Linked DNA regions of Mus musculus: regions 2 and 3 are each linked to region 1. The links are chromatin contacts, called in public Hi-C and HiChIP or PLAC-seq maps. All regions are on one chromosome and are shown on one strand. Each heading gives the region's core, a stretch centred on a gene start, on an enhancer-like site or on the middle of the called end of the contact. The rest is flanking DNA. Distances are from core to core; before and after follow the strand shown.

What was found. Hi-C and Micro-C count contacts between places; a contact is called where the count stands out from the background. HiChIP or PLAC-seq counts read pairs in DNA pulled down with a chosen protein or histone mark.
Region 2: a contact with region 1 is called in a Hi-C map of B cells, with 8 read pairs. The contact joins the promoter of Gon7 here to the promoter of Ppp4r3a in region 1. A contact is called at or near these places in 4 of 39 promoter capture datasets (the C10 cell line, embryonic stem cells, liver and 1 more), 3 of 484 Hi-C or Micro-C datasets (B cells, LSK cells and muscle stem cells), 5 of 115 datasets of contacts at active chromatin or transcription factors (astrocytes, embryonic limb bud, embryonic stem cells and 2 more) and 3 of 9 other capture datasets (adipose tissue, liver and macrophages).
Region 3: a contact with region 1 is called in an H3K27ac HiChIP or PLAC-seq map of trophoblast stem cells, with 5 times the contacts expected there. The contact joins the promoter of Slc24a4 here to the promoter of Ppp4r3a in region 1. A contact is called at or near these places in 1 of 39 promoter capture datasets (maxillary cranial neural crest) and 2 of 115 datasets of contacts at active chromatin or transcription factors (embryonic hindbrain and trophoblast stem cells).

Annotation. Positions count from the first base shown.
Region 1 is chr12:101,081,852-101,085,809 of GRCm38.p6, reverse strand. It overlaps Ppp4r3a (protein phosphatase 4 regulatory subunit 3A), which reads left to right and starts at 2,108. Exons shown (of 15, transcript NM_211355.2): 1 at 2,108-3,081. The coding sequence starts at 2,940. It overlaps D130020L05Rik (RIKEN cDNA D130020L05 gene), which reads right to left and starts at 3,359. Exons shown (of 2, transcript NR_038050.1): 1 at 1,311-3,359.
Region 2 is chr12:102,756,012-102,759,969 of GRCm38.p6, reverse strand. Gon7 (GON7 subunit of KEOPS complex) reads left to right here and starts at 2,160. Exons shown (of 2, transcript NM_001142938.1): 1 at 2,160-2,429. The coding sequence starts at 2,225. It overlaps Gm20604 (predicted gene 20604), which reads left to right and starts at 2,160. Exons shown (of 2, transcript NM_001142939.1): 1 at 2,160-2,429. The coding sequence starts at 2,225. Ubr7 (ubiquitin protein ligase E3 component n-recognin 7 (putative)) reads right to left here and starts at 1,995. Exons shown (of 11, transcript NM_025666.2): 1 at 1,792-1,995. The coding sequence starts at 1,941.
Region 3 is chr12:102,126,412-102,130,369 of GRCm38.p6, reverse strand. It overlaps Slc24a4 (solute carrier family 24 (sodium/potassium/calcium exchanger), member 4), which reads right to left and starts at 1,643. Exons shown (of 17, transcript NM_001362345.1): 1 at 851-1,643. The coding sequence starts at 980.

The DNA.
Region 1 (3,958 bases), core at 859-3,358:
TCCTCTCTCTCTCTCTCTCTCCTCTCTCCTCTCTCTCTCTCTCTCTCTCTCTCTCTCTCTCCGAGACAGGGCTTCTCTGTGTCCTGGAACTCACTCTCTAGACCAGGCTGGCCTCGAACTCAGAAATCTGCCTGCCTCTGCCTCCTGAGTGCTGGGACTAAAGGCGTGCGCCACCACCGTCCGGCAAAAGTTATCTCTTGATGGCAAGAAAGTTGTGAATAAAAAGAACAAAATGTGGCGAGCCACCAAGCTGCAGTCTGCTTCTGGAACTTTGCTTTTCGCCCCACAGGTGAACTTCTGGTCTGCAAATAATCTAGGGTTGGTTGTGTGCACTGGGAGAGAAGGCAAGATTGCTTCACATTCCTCTAACTAAACAGATCCCATGTGCCCTGCTTTGCTTTGTCAAATTGACACAGCCTGGTGTCATCTGAGAGAAAACATTTGGTTGAGGAGCTGCTAAGGTCACTGCCCTGTGGGGATATTGGGGATGTCTGGGGGGGGGGGGGCTTGTTAGTTGACGTAGGAGCACCCAGCCCATGGCAGGTGGCAATATTCCCTGAGTAAGGTTGTCCTGGACTTTATAAAAAAAAACTAAGTATGAGGGGAGCAAGCCAACAGGCAACATTCCTCCATGGTTTCTGCTTCAGGCTCCTGCTTTGAGTTCCTGCCCTGATTTCCCTCAGCAATGGACTGTGACCTAGAAGTATACGCCAAATAAATTATTTCCTCACAGTACTTGTTCCCAAACACAAGCTGGCAATTCTGAAATTCTGAGAAGTACAAATCCTGGTGTACCCTGATTCAAAGTCTCTAAAGGACACTTTATAGAGGAGAGGAAGACCCGGATCATAGCAATTTAGGAAAGCTCTGGAAGACACAAAATAGTTTGTAAATGATTTCCATCATCAGAATAAGCCAGGAGACAAAATACTGAGACTGGCTAGGTGTGTTCTATTGGGTTCTGTACTCCAGCAAAACAGTTTCAGAGGGATGAAAGCAACAGTTTCTTCTTTGATGGGTAAAGAGTCAAGGCAGATAAGAAACTATTCACTGTGTAAGCTCTGCTAGTCAGTCTCCAAGGGCCTTTAAAAAGGTGGTTCTCAACATGTGGGTCTCGATCCCTTGGCGGTCAAACACGGGACACAGCAGATATCCTGCATATTACAGTTACGAAGTAGCAACAAAATGATTTTATAGTGAGGGAGGGGTCACCACAACAAGAGAAACTGTGTTATAAAAGAGTCAGAGCATTTTAGGAAGGTTAGAAGCATTGCTATAAAATAATCAGCATAGAGGGCCATACTGCTAACCTGCTCTGCTTGGAGCTCATGGGCTCCATCTAGATGCTTGAAAGGATTGCATTCTGGTATTTAGAAACAGCAACTGCTTTGTTTTTACATGCTTCCGAGTTTTGTTGGTGAATGATTTCAGGTATGTCTTTGCGAGCACTTGTCTCTGGTGTGGGTTAAGAAAGATCCCAGCTTCTCGCATACGTTGCTTCAGCCAGTCAGAGCAACATTGTGAGGCTGTGTTTCAAAAAAAACAAAAAAACAAAGAATTTCATCTTATTCATACAGTACGGCATTTATCTTTGCAAGCCCTTCAAGATGTGTTTTGTTATTTTGTTTAAAAAAACAAACAAACCAGCCTAGGGCTACAGACGATCAGCTTTGATAACCGACAGAGAAAGGGAGATAACCGCTGATTATTGTGAGGTGAGTGCTCAGAATGATCCCGGGGAGCAGTGCCACGCGTGAACACCGCGTCGAGGGTTTTAGACTTGCCCGGCCATTGCGTGCCTCACTGCATCCCGCCAACCTCGCGGTCCAAACGGTCCTCTCTCAGAAACTTCTCTATTTCAGGCCAAGGGAAGAAGAGGAGGAGGAGGAGGAGGGCGGGGGGAGGACGAGGAGGACGCCAGCAGCCCGCGCCCCCAGGGCCGACTGCAAAGGTCCTCCCTAAAGCGTCCGGAGAAGGCTCGCACGGGAAAGGACGAGCTCCGGGATCAGAGTCCAGTCTGGCTCCAGAAGCCGCCAACAGACTCCACACCCCTTCCCCGCCCGGAGCCGAGGTGATGACGAATTCAAAGTGCGACGGACGCACACGCAGCCCGCGCTTGCACGACAGTACGCGCAGGGCAGCGCGAGGGAGTCCCGGTCCGTCACCGGCGCGACTCGCGTCCCGCCTCCTCCGCTCCCGCCACCCCCGCAGCTCCGCGCCCGCCTCGGTGCAAGGCCTCGGCCGGAGCGAAGCTGCCGGCTCCCGTCTTGTCGCTTTAAGTGGTGGGGCTTGCGGGCCGCCCCTGCCGCTACTGCCTAGGTGGCCCCGCGCGCCGCTTTTGAGGGGCGAGCCAAGATGGCGGCGGCTTTGGCTCTGTGAGGAAGACGGAAGAGGCGGCGGAGTAGGGAAGGCGGCTTCTAAGAAGAGCCAGGGGTTCTCGGGTGGCCAGAGGCGTTCGGAGTCTCCCGGGAAGTGCTACCTCACCGGCTTCGGATGCTTTAAGCGGGAGGAGCGGAGCGGGGCTTCCTGCTGCAGCGGCTGGGCCAGGTACAAGGGAGGAAAACATGGCGGCGGCGGCCTGAGGAGGCGGCGGCGCGGGAAAGCGGCTCTGCGGAGGTCATGGTGGAGGCCGGAGCGGGTCTGTGAACCGAGCCGCACCTCGTTGGAACGGCGGGCCGGTAGGCTGCGTAGTGCTGCGCGTTCCCTGTCGGGGCTGCTGGGCGGCCGCGCTCGCTCGGCCTGGACAATAGCGCCGGGGAGAAGGAGACGAGAGAAGGCGGCGGCCCGGGGCTCGGACCCGGGAGCGGGCCATGCGAGCGGCGGCGCAGCTCCGCGGCGGCCAGCGGTGGCACTGAGGTCCCGGAGTTCCCCGTTTGCGGCCGCCCGCCTTTTCTGGACACTGTCCCTGGGCCACTCGGGCGGGGCCCCCGGCCGGCACGATGACCGACACCCGACGGCGGGTGAAGGTCTACACGCTCAACGAGGACCGGCAGTGGGACGACCGGGGTACTGGCCATGTGTCCTCCGGCTACGTGGAGAGGCTGAAGGGCATGTCCCTGCTCGTCAGGGCGGAGAGCGACGGTAAGTGACCCTCACTGGCCCCTCTCAGAGCAGTGGCGCTCGGACTGGGACGGCGGGAGTGCGGACGGGAACGCCACGGGGTACCCAAGTCCGGTGGAGCTCGGTGGAGAGCATTCGGGGTGTCCATCCTTAACCCGAAAACCTTGTGGCGTTGGGATTTCGAGCAGAGCGGAGCACGTTGCGCCGTGCTGCCTTTCCAGTGCAGAAAGGTCGGAGACCTGAGATCCTCTTTCCCCGGTGGTTTTTGCACCGTCGTGACCTTGAGAAAGGCATTTAACGGAAACGATCTGCTCCCCCCCCCCCCACACACACACACCCCTTAGTTCACCAATCTGTAAAGCAGGCATAAAACCTTGCTTGGCGCTCGTAAAGTTCATAGCTGTTGCACACTTTGAGAAAGTTCTGTTCTGGTGGGATTGTTGTTGTTTTAAACCTTTTCCACCATATCTTTCAGATTTTAGGGTCTGCAATAAGGTCTATAAATCTGGCAGTTCCACCAGACAGAGAAAATGCTGCTTTGGCTTTCGAGGACACACATGTCTTGACCGGGGTTGGTTGTCTTTTTCACAAGAAAGGGAGATGATTATTATTGTTGTTATTGTTTTGTATTTTGAGACAGGGTTTCAGTATGTAGCCCAACTATCCTGGAGCTTGCTCTATAGACCAGGCTAGCCTTGAACTCAAAGCTTGCCTTCCTCTGCCTCTCCAGTGCTGGGATTAAAGTGCTGCCACACCTGGCTAAGAAAGAAAGACTTTGTAGGTCTTCTGTGGGAACTCGTGAACCTTTGGAACATTTTATTGCAAGCTTTTCTGATTGTTTAAGCGTATGGTCCTTAGTTGGTTGAGTTGGCTGGTGGGGAGAGGTATCTTTTAACAC
Region 2 (3,958 bases), core at 911-3,410, 1.7 Mb before region 1:
AGCATTTGAGAGGCAGAGGGAGGCATATTTCTAAGTTCCAGGACAGCCAGTGCTACATAGAGAAACTCCGTCTCAAAAAAACTAAAAGAAAATAATTATTATTATTGATATACTTATATAGAGATATGACTATTTAAAAACAAAAACTTAGGACCAGGCCTTTAATCCTAGCACTTGGGAGGGAGGTGGATCCTTGTGAGTTCAAGGTTAGCCTGGCCTACATAGTGAGTTTCAGACCAATTAGAACCACTCAATCTGACTGTCTCAAAAAACAAAAACAAAATTCACCAGAAACAAGACTTTAAGCCAAGCATGGTGGTACACACTTGTAATACCAGCAGCACTTGGGAAGTGAAGATAGTCAAAAATTCAAGGCAGATCTGAGGGACATAAGATCCTACCCCCAATTTTAGTTAGTATTGTATAAAAATAAGTATATTAATAAAGAGCTTACATACAGACTTAGGATCTTTCTTTCTTTCTTCCAATGAAGGGGTGGGTGTGTGGTTTAATGGTCACAATGAAAAAGAGAAATAAAAAGGAAAGGACATGCCTGTTCCTTGGGAGGTTGAAGGAAAAAGTTTACTATAAAAGGAAGAGCTCGGAGGCAAGGACTTTTAGGAGAGTCCAGAGGCTAAAGATTCTGAACTGGGCCCTGGGAGAAGAGCAAGGAAGGGTAGGGGATAGGGATGGGGAGCCAGGTGCTACAGCCAGGAGACCCAAGAGAGCTGCATAAACAAAACGGCTGCATTATTTAGGGAAGGGAAGCTGGGGGAAGGGTAGCCCGGCTCCTGGGCTGGAGAAGTCTGGGAAAGTGGATTGGGTATGTCTGCCAGGAGAGTCCCGGAAGGGACAGAAGGGCAGGGAGAACCAGGAGGCCACCATCGGCTTTGATATGTTAAATAGGCACAACAGCAGAGTCCAGGGTTTGAAACCTAACAATGATCCTCCAAATTTAAATACCAGCGACCATGCTGTGACTACTTCTGGGATACAAGATTTATTCAACAATTTTACAGTGCAAACCCAACTTGGTCAACGAAGACAACTAGTATTATGACTTCAGTCCACGCCACACCATAACTCCAAGTCCCTTCACTCCTACCCCAGTCTCCCACTCCACCCATGGGCATAGTTAGCCTGTTTCCTTCCACCAATTCTCATCCTTGTTGTTAAGTTTCCTTCCTACCCACCCTTTTCCACGTTAGTACTTAAATGTACAGTATGCGTCACTAAACACTACATCTCAGCCCCTCAAACTCTCTCGTTCAAAAGGTCCCACAAATGCCAAACAGATCCTTTTCTCCTCTTGGCTTTCCAGTCCCCAGAGAGAGGGGATGTCACATAGCACATACACACGAAACTTCATTTAACCAGAAAGGGGGTGAGGTGGGGGCAGCTAGCAGTTAAACTAGACTACAGGAGTGTCCGGAAGCCGAACCTCACCGGAAGATTTTCAAAGCCGGCCCACTTTCCCTTTACTTTTCCCCATCTGGTCCCTAATTAAGATTCTTGGGCGGTGGGAGAAGTGGAGCGAAGAATATCTGGGTTTGAGAGATCACGAGAACAACCTCGTGAAAAGCAGGCCACCAAGAGGCGACAACTGGAGGACCGGAGCCTGCAGTGTACCATCAGCGGAACCGAGGGACAGCCCTGGTGGCGACAAGCTGAGGATGAAATGGCAGCCGGGCCGGGGCTGTAGAAGCACAGAGTAAAGGGCCGCCGTGAGTGGGCCCGGCCGCGGCCAGCGGGAAACAGACAGGACGGCGGGAGCAGCCGGGCCGCGCGCACCTGCGAGTAGGAGCACTTCTCCGAGTCGCTGCCGCCCAGGACGGCGCACGCCTCATTCTCCAACTCCTCGTCTTCCTCGAGCACGTCCACCAGCGACACCACGGGCTCCAGCTCCGCCTGGCACTCGGTGGGGCTCTCGGCTCCGGCCATCCTCAACTGTCACCGGGCTCCGCTGCGTGGGCCCAGGAGGAGGCGGGAAAAGTGGCCGCCGCCAGGGGCGTCGCGAGAAGGCGGGGCCCCGTGAGGAGGCGGAGCCCGAGCACCAGACAGCCAATCCTAAGGAAGGACACGGAAGAAAATGGGCGGGCCAATTTCGGGAAATCGGAAGTCATTCCTCCTCCTCCTCGCCTCTCCCGCCCGCCCCGGCCGCAGGCTGGCTTCCGCTTCCGGGTGGCGTTTCTCCGAGGCGCGCTGTTGAAGCTGAGTGGTCGCCATGGAGCTTTCGGGCGAGTACGTCGGTTGTGACGGGGAGCCGCAGCGGCTACGAGTGTCCTGTGAGGCGTCGGGAGACGCGGACCCTCTCCAGAGCCTGTCGGCGGGCGTGGTCCGGATGAAGGAGTTGGTAGCGGAGTTCTTCGGGACCCTAGTGGAGCAGGACGCGCAAGGCTTGGCGGAAGATCCGGACGACGCTTTGGATGGTGAGCGCGGGGGCGGGGCGCCGGGGGACACTGGCGGGACCGGGCAGTGTGAAGGGCAGGCTAGAGAAGGCGAGCCCCGGAGAAGAGGAGCAATCGCTTCTAAAAATCCTTAGAACTCGCTGCCCTCTTTGTCTGATATCCCACCGCCCCCCGTTTTTGCGACTTTTCCCACCAAAAAAAAAAAAAAAAACCGTGGCGAGCGTTGGACTAGGGACTGGTCAACGGACGAAGTCAGCTTGACTCCCTTGCAAAGAACGCAAAGGATTAAGATAGGCAGAGAAAGTGGCGGTCTGTAACCATTGCTAGCTGGCACGAAGACCCGAAAGGGCGGGAAGGTAGACCTGGTTGTTGAAAAACGGAAAGGAGTGAAATTAGAAACGAGAAAACGTGTTTGACAGAATGAGGAGAGCTTCGAATGACCGAGGCCCACTTTGTTTTAGGGAATCTTAACCCTCTCAGTTTTGTAGCTATTGTTTCGAAAGTAAAAGAGTTCTTTTTAGTTTAGCTTTTTGGTATTCTTAAATTAATTGATCGTTTCATTCATGTATTAATGCATTCAGGTCATGGTCTCTATCCCCCGCTGAACCCTTCTCGACAGGGCTCCTCGCCTTTCTTTCCGGCCTTTTTTTGTCACTGGATTTATTTAAGGATATTTGTATGATATTTACTGGAACTAGGGCAACACAGCAGTGACTAGACCACTGAAGAAAAACAATGACTCCCCCGCCCCCCATTAACCGCCAACCGCTCCTCTGAGAGGGGTGGCGCCTCATGAGCCCCCCCCTTCCTTGATGGAATGTTTACGTTGCCATCTTGTGCTGCCAGAGTTTAAGGGCTATATAATGTCCGAAAGCACTACAGCCCTTCCCGTCCTCTTACTTTCTCTCACCCCCTCTCCTGTTGTAGAAATTAACTGTTAATTTTGGTGGCTTGGGGTTTGTTTGCTTTTAAAGATGGATGTTTACCTGCATGCTTGTCTGTACACCTCTTATGTGCAGTGCCTTCGGAGGCCAGAAGAGGGCATCAAATCCCCTGGAACCAGAGTTACAGATAGTCAAGAGGGTGCCTCGTACATGCAGGGGAAAAGTAGGTGGTGCTCTTAACCACGGAGCCATCTCTCCAGCCCTAGCTCTGTTAATAGGAATAAAATTATTTTGTAGACATTGTCACCATGTAACGGTTAAACCAGCCTCGCTTTGGATTTGCAGAGACCTGCCAGACTCTGCCTCAGCAGTGCTGGAATTAAAGAAATATGCCACCACACTCCACTGTTGTTACATTTATTTCTAATCTTGAATTGAACACCAAGATAGATGTTTCATTGTTCTGAGCTAAGGAGTCAATTCTTCTGCAGAGGAGATTAAACTTCCGTATTCTTTATAATATAGTTATTGGCTGTCATTAAAAGGAACAATAAGGGGCTGGTGAGATGGCTCAGCAGTTAAGAGCACTGACTGCTCTTCCAAAGGTCCCAAGTTCAAATCCCAGCAACCACATGGTGGCTCACAACCATCCATAATGAGATCTGA
Region 3 (3,958 bases), core at 394-2,893, 1.0 Mb before region 1:
TCCCAAGATACTATGTTAATGGCCTCACTAACCACTCAAAAAAGATGCCCTCCTCCTGTGCCTCTGGCTAGGTTAACAACATTTATTTCACGGGGGGGGGGGGTGTCACCCCAAATGTTAACAGCACTAGTTCTGAAATATCTAGGCACTAAACATTCTTTAAAGGCTAAACACGAGCCCAAATCACCCCGAAATAAATATTTCATAAGTTTCTTCTCTTTCCCCACTCCGTCTGAAATTTGCATGTCTTAACAGACTCCCAGGTCGCCTTCTGCTTGGAGGAGCGTGGATCATGGCTATGCACGCCAGCCCTCCCTCTCCGTGGGGATTAAGCAGAGTTGAGTGAAGGGATGCTGGAACATGGCAGCAATCTCCCACGGGGACAGACTGCCCCCGCTCCGTTTAGGTTTGGGGAAGACCAAGCATTTGGATCAGAGCAGGTGCAAGGAGGAGAGCAGAGACTAAGCCTGAGAATTTGGGTCTCTGAGGGATGGAGCACAGCTTTGCAGAACAGAAAAGGGGGCTGCTCAGTTTCACACATCCTAAAGCGGGAGACTCTACCCCTGGGCTGCCATGAGTTGCCCATTACCCGCACACTCCAGGGACAGAGGTGGTGCAGGCTTTGATCCCAATAGCACACCTACAACTACGTCCGGAACCCCCAGGGAGCTTGAGCAGTTCGGCAGAACGTCGCCACAGTCCAGCTCGAGGCTCAGCACTCCTGGGTGAGCACTGCCCGCTGAGCGGGAAGGGAAAACCCTGGGGACCAATCTGACAGAGAAGAAGCTGGAGCTGTCAGAGCTCAAGCCCCCCAACTCCTCCAGCGGAAAACATCCTTTCCCACACCTACCCAAGCTTCCAAAGAGGCCGGAGGCACAGCACACCAGGGCCAGCACAGCGCACACGAAGCCAACTTGCTGCGGCAGCATCTCTCGCCTCCGGCGAACTTTGCTCTGCCGGATGAGTCCACGGAGAGCCATCTCCGTACGCCCCGCGCCCCTGGAAGAAGATCCCGAGCTTCAAGGGTTGGAGCGCTGTCTGTGGCCCAGCGGCGTTGGGGCTGCAGCGGGGCGATGCGTAGCTCAGAGGCAAGGGGCTCTGGGAGATAGCTTCATGGTCCGCGAACAAGGCAGTCACGGGGAGATCGGATGGGAATACCAGAGGAGGGGGAGCAATGCACGGCCGGAGCTCAGAGTTCCGCGCGGGGCGTGCGCGCTGCTCGCACCATGACTCCGTGGCGAGGAGACGACGCCTGCACGGTGGCGCTGGCGGCCCTGCTTGTCGGCTTGGCGCAGTCCGGGCGCTTGGAGCCGCTACCTGCCCACTGCTCTTCAGCGCGCTCGGAGTCCGCCGGGAGCAATCAGTGCTTGGCGAGCGCCCCCGCGCCCCGCGCCGCCGCGCCCACTCGCAGCATCCTCCTCGTCCAAGTTTAGCCCCGGCCGCCCCGGCTGCCCGCCTGCGAGGCTCCTCTGCTTCTCTCGGAAAGCAGGGCCCTGGCAGCTAAGTGCGTGCAGAAGGACCGCGCGCAGCACTCTCAGAACTCAAGACCCTCTCGGCCAGTGGCCGCAGTTTGGGCCCTCCCGCGGGCGAACTGTCCCGGGAACTTTCTCTCTGGCTCTTAGGCGGCCAGAGCCTGTGTCTGCGAGGCCGTGGCGCCTCCCGCAAGCTGCTCTCGCCTCCCTACTCCTCCCCTCCCGCCTGCCCGCCTCTCATCCCCCCCCCCTCCCCTGCACGTGTACACCTCCCCTAGGGCGCTCGCCCAGTGCGCTTCTCCCTTCCCCCAAGAGAGGCTCAACTACTGACCAATATAATCCCCTTTCCTTGCCTCCCTCCAAACCCCTTCCTCTCTCTCTCTCTAACCCTACGGAGCCAAAATGAGTCCTCAGCTTCTTGTGATTGCTATAAGGTGGAACAGGTTATGGCATCACCAAGGACTCTCAGAACCAGGGTTTCTGTAGGGCTCTCACACGGGTCCTGGCTCCCCGAGACCCCCTACCCCCCGCAGCGACCCAAGGCGGTCACCACTACCACCCGGAGGTCTCCAATGCACAAGTAGCTTAATTGCTAGCTCAGTGCTAAGAAACAGGCTTGCACCAAGCCAACCGACGCCCGCCGGGACCAGTTCCTGCCAGGCTCTCTGGGTAACCTAGGGACCTGTGTGGCGGGGGCGCAACACCGACCTACGAAATGCTGGTAATCTGACAGAGGGAGAAACCCCGCAGTTCTGCGGCTCTGCTGCCAACAGTTGGGAGCTTTTGATGTTTTGCAACCTCACAGCTTCGCAAGGCTTTCTGGTTTGGGTTTGTTTTTCCACCTCTCTTACTTTCGGCTCTCTAGTGTAAGCCGCTTTTAAAATGTGGGCGCAGTGAAATTTCCGAAGAGCAGTGGAGGTGTCATCCAGACGCAAATAAGTGGAGGGGACCTCTATCAGGAAGGATCTCTAACTCAGACTTCCCTGTCGGTTTTCTATCCTGTGCTGATTTAGGGGTTAACTCCTCTTAAAACCATTTTTGGATCAAAGCCAACTGTGTTTAATTAAATAAATACATACCCGCCATTTGTGAGCTCTGTGCCAAGTGCCATCCAGCCAAGAAACAAAACAACAACAACAACAACAACAACAACAACAACGTGTATTAAGACCCAATGTCTGCTTTCAAGGAACCCTGAACTAAAGGGGGGCCTGTCCCTCAGATGCTAAGTGGGATTCTCAAAGTGTTTTGCTCTGAGCGCCAAACATTCCCTTGCTGCTCATTAGGCTACGGGGTGGTCCACAGCAGCCAAGTCATTGCCTGGGAGTATAGGAGACAGGCAGGTTGCACATTTAAATCTACTCTTAGACCTACTGAGCTAAAATGTGCATTTTTAACCAGATTCCCTAGAGATCTTGAGCATAGTCAAGTGTGAGGACTTCCCTTCTGGGGACTGTCCCAAATGCCTCCTCTAGCTGGCCACTACCAGCAAGGTTCCTTTGTACTTCTTAGGCAAGCAGAGGGACACAGGTAAGAAGTGCCCAGAAAGCTGGGGTGGGGGCGGGGTGGGGTGCCATTGTTTGCAGCATCTTCATTTCTTTTTTTTTTTTTAAGATTTATTTATTTTATGTATGTGAGTACACTGTTGCTGTCTTCAGACACTCCAGAAGAGGACGTCAGATCTCATTACAGATGGTTGTGAGCCACCATGTGGTTGCTGGGAATTGAACTCAGGACCTCTGGAAGAGCAGCCAGTGCTCTTAACCTCTGAGCCATCTCTCCAGCCCCAGCATCTTCATTTCTATACTGTTCAGTATGGTCCGTAGAATAGGTGAGTTTATTAAGTATAGGAAAAAAAAAAGAAAAAGAAAAAGAAAAAAGTAAAAGAACAGGCAGGCAGGCAAAGTGGGCAGGTAGATAAATAGCAAAACATGGCCAAATCTGAGATTTATAAACTGGAAACAGTTACAATTGGGCGAGTTGAGGCAGTCAACTGCAGTTCTCAGTTGAACTGTCTCCTCATGGCTGAGCTTTCTGATCTTGGTACCCGCTGCAGGCATTTTTATATTACGGGATAAATAGCACTACCATCAGTTGGAAAGGGGTGACCTTCCTCGGCTCTCAAGGACACAATGGCTTTATTCTTGGGCATGTTGCTCTTGTTCTCCCCACCCTCAGCCCCCACCCATCACAGAGTTGGATGAGATCATCCCTTTCCCAGATAAGGGATCTTGAGATAGAAACATGGTTGGTTCTGAAGTCGGGAATCACAGCAGCATCTCCAACTTCTCAGACAACTCAAACAGCATAGGATAACTTATCAATATGACAGACATCACAAAGATACTGAGGGCATGGATGTAAACCCAACCGCATGGAAAGCCCTAGGAGGGCCCTGTGTAGAACAATCTGGGGTTCCGTCTGGTCTGTAGCATGTCTCTCCAACTCATTATCCTCCGGTTTGGTACTGGCTACCAAACATGCAC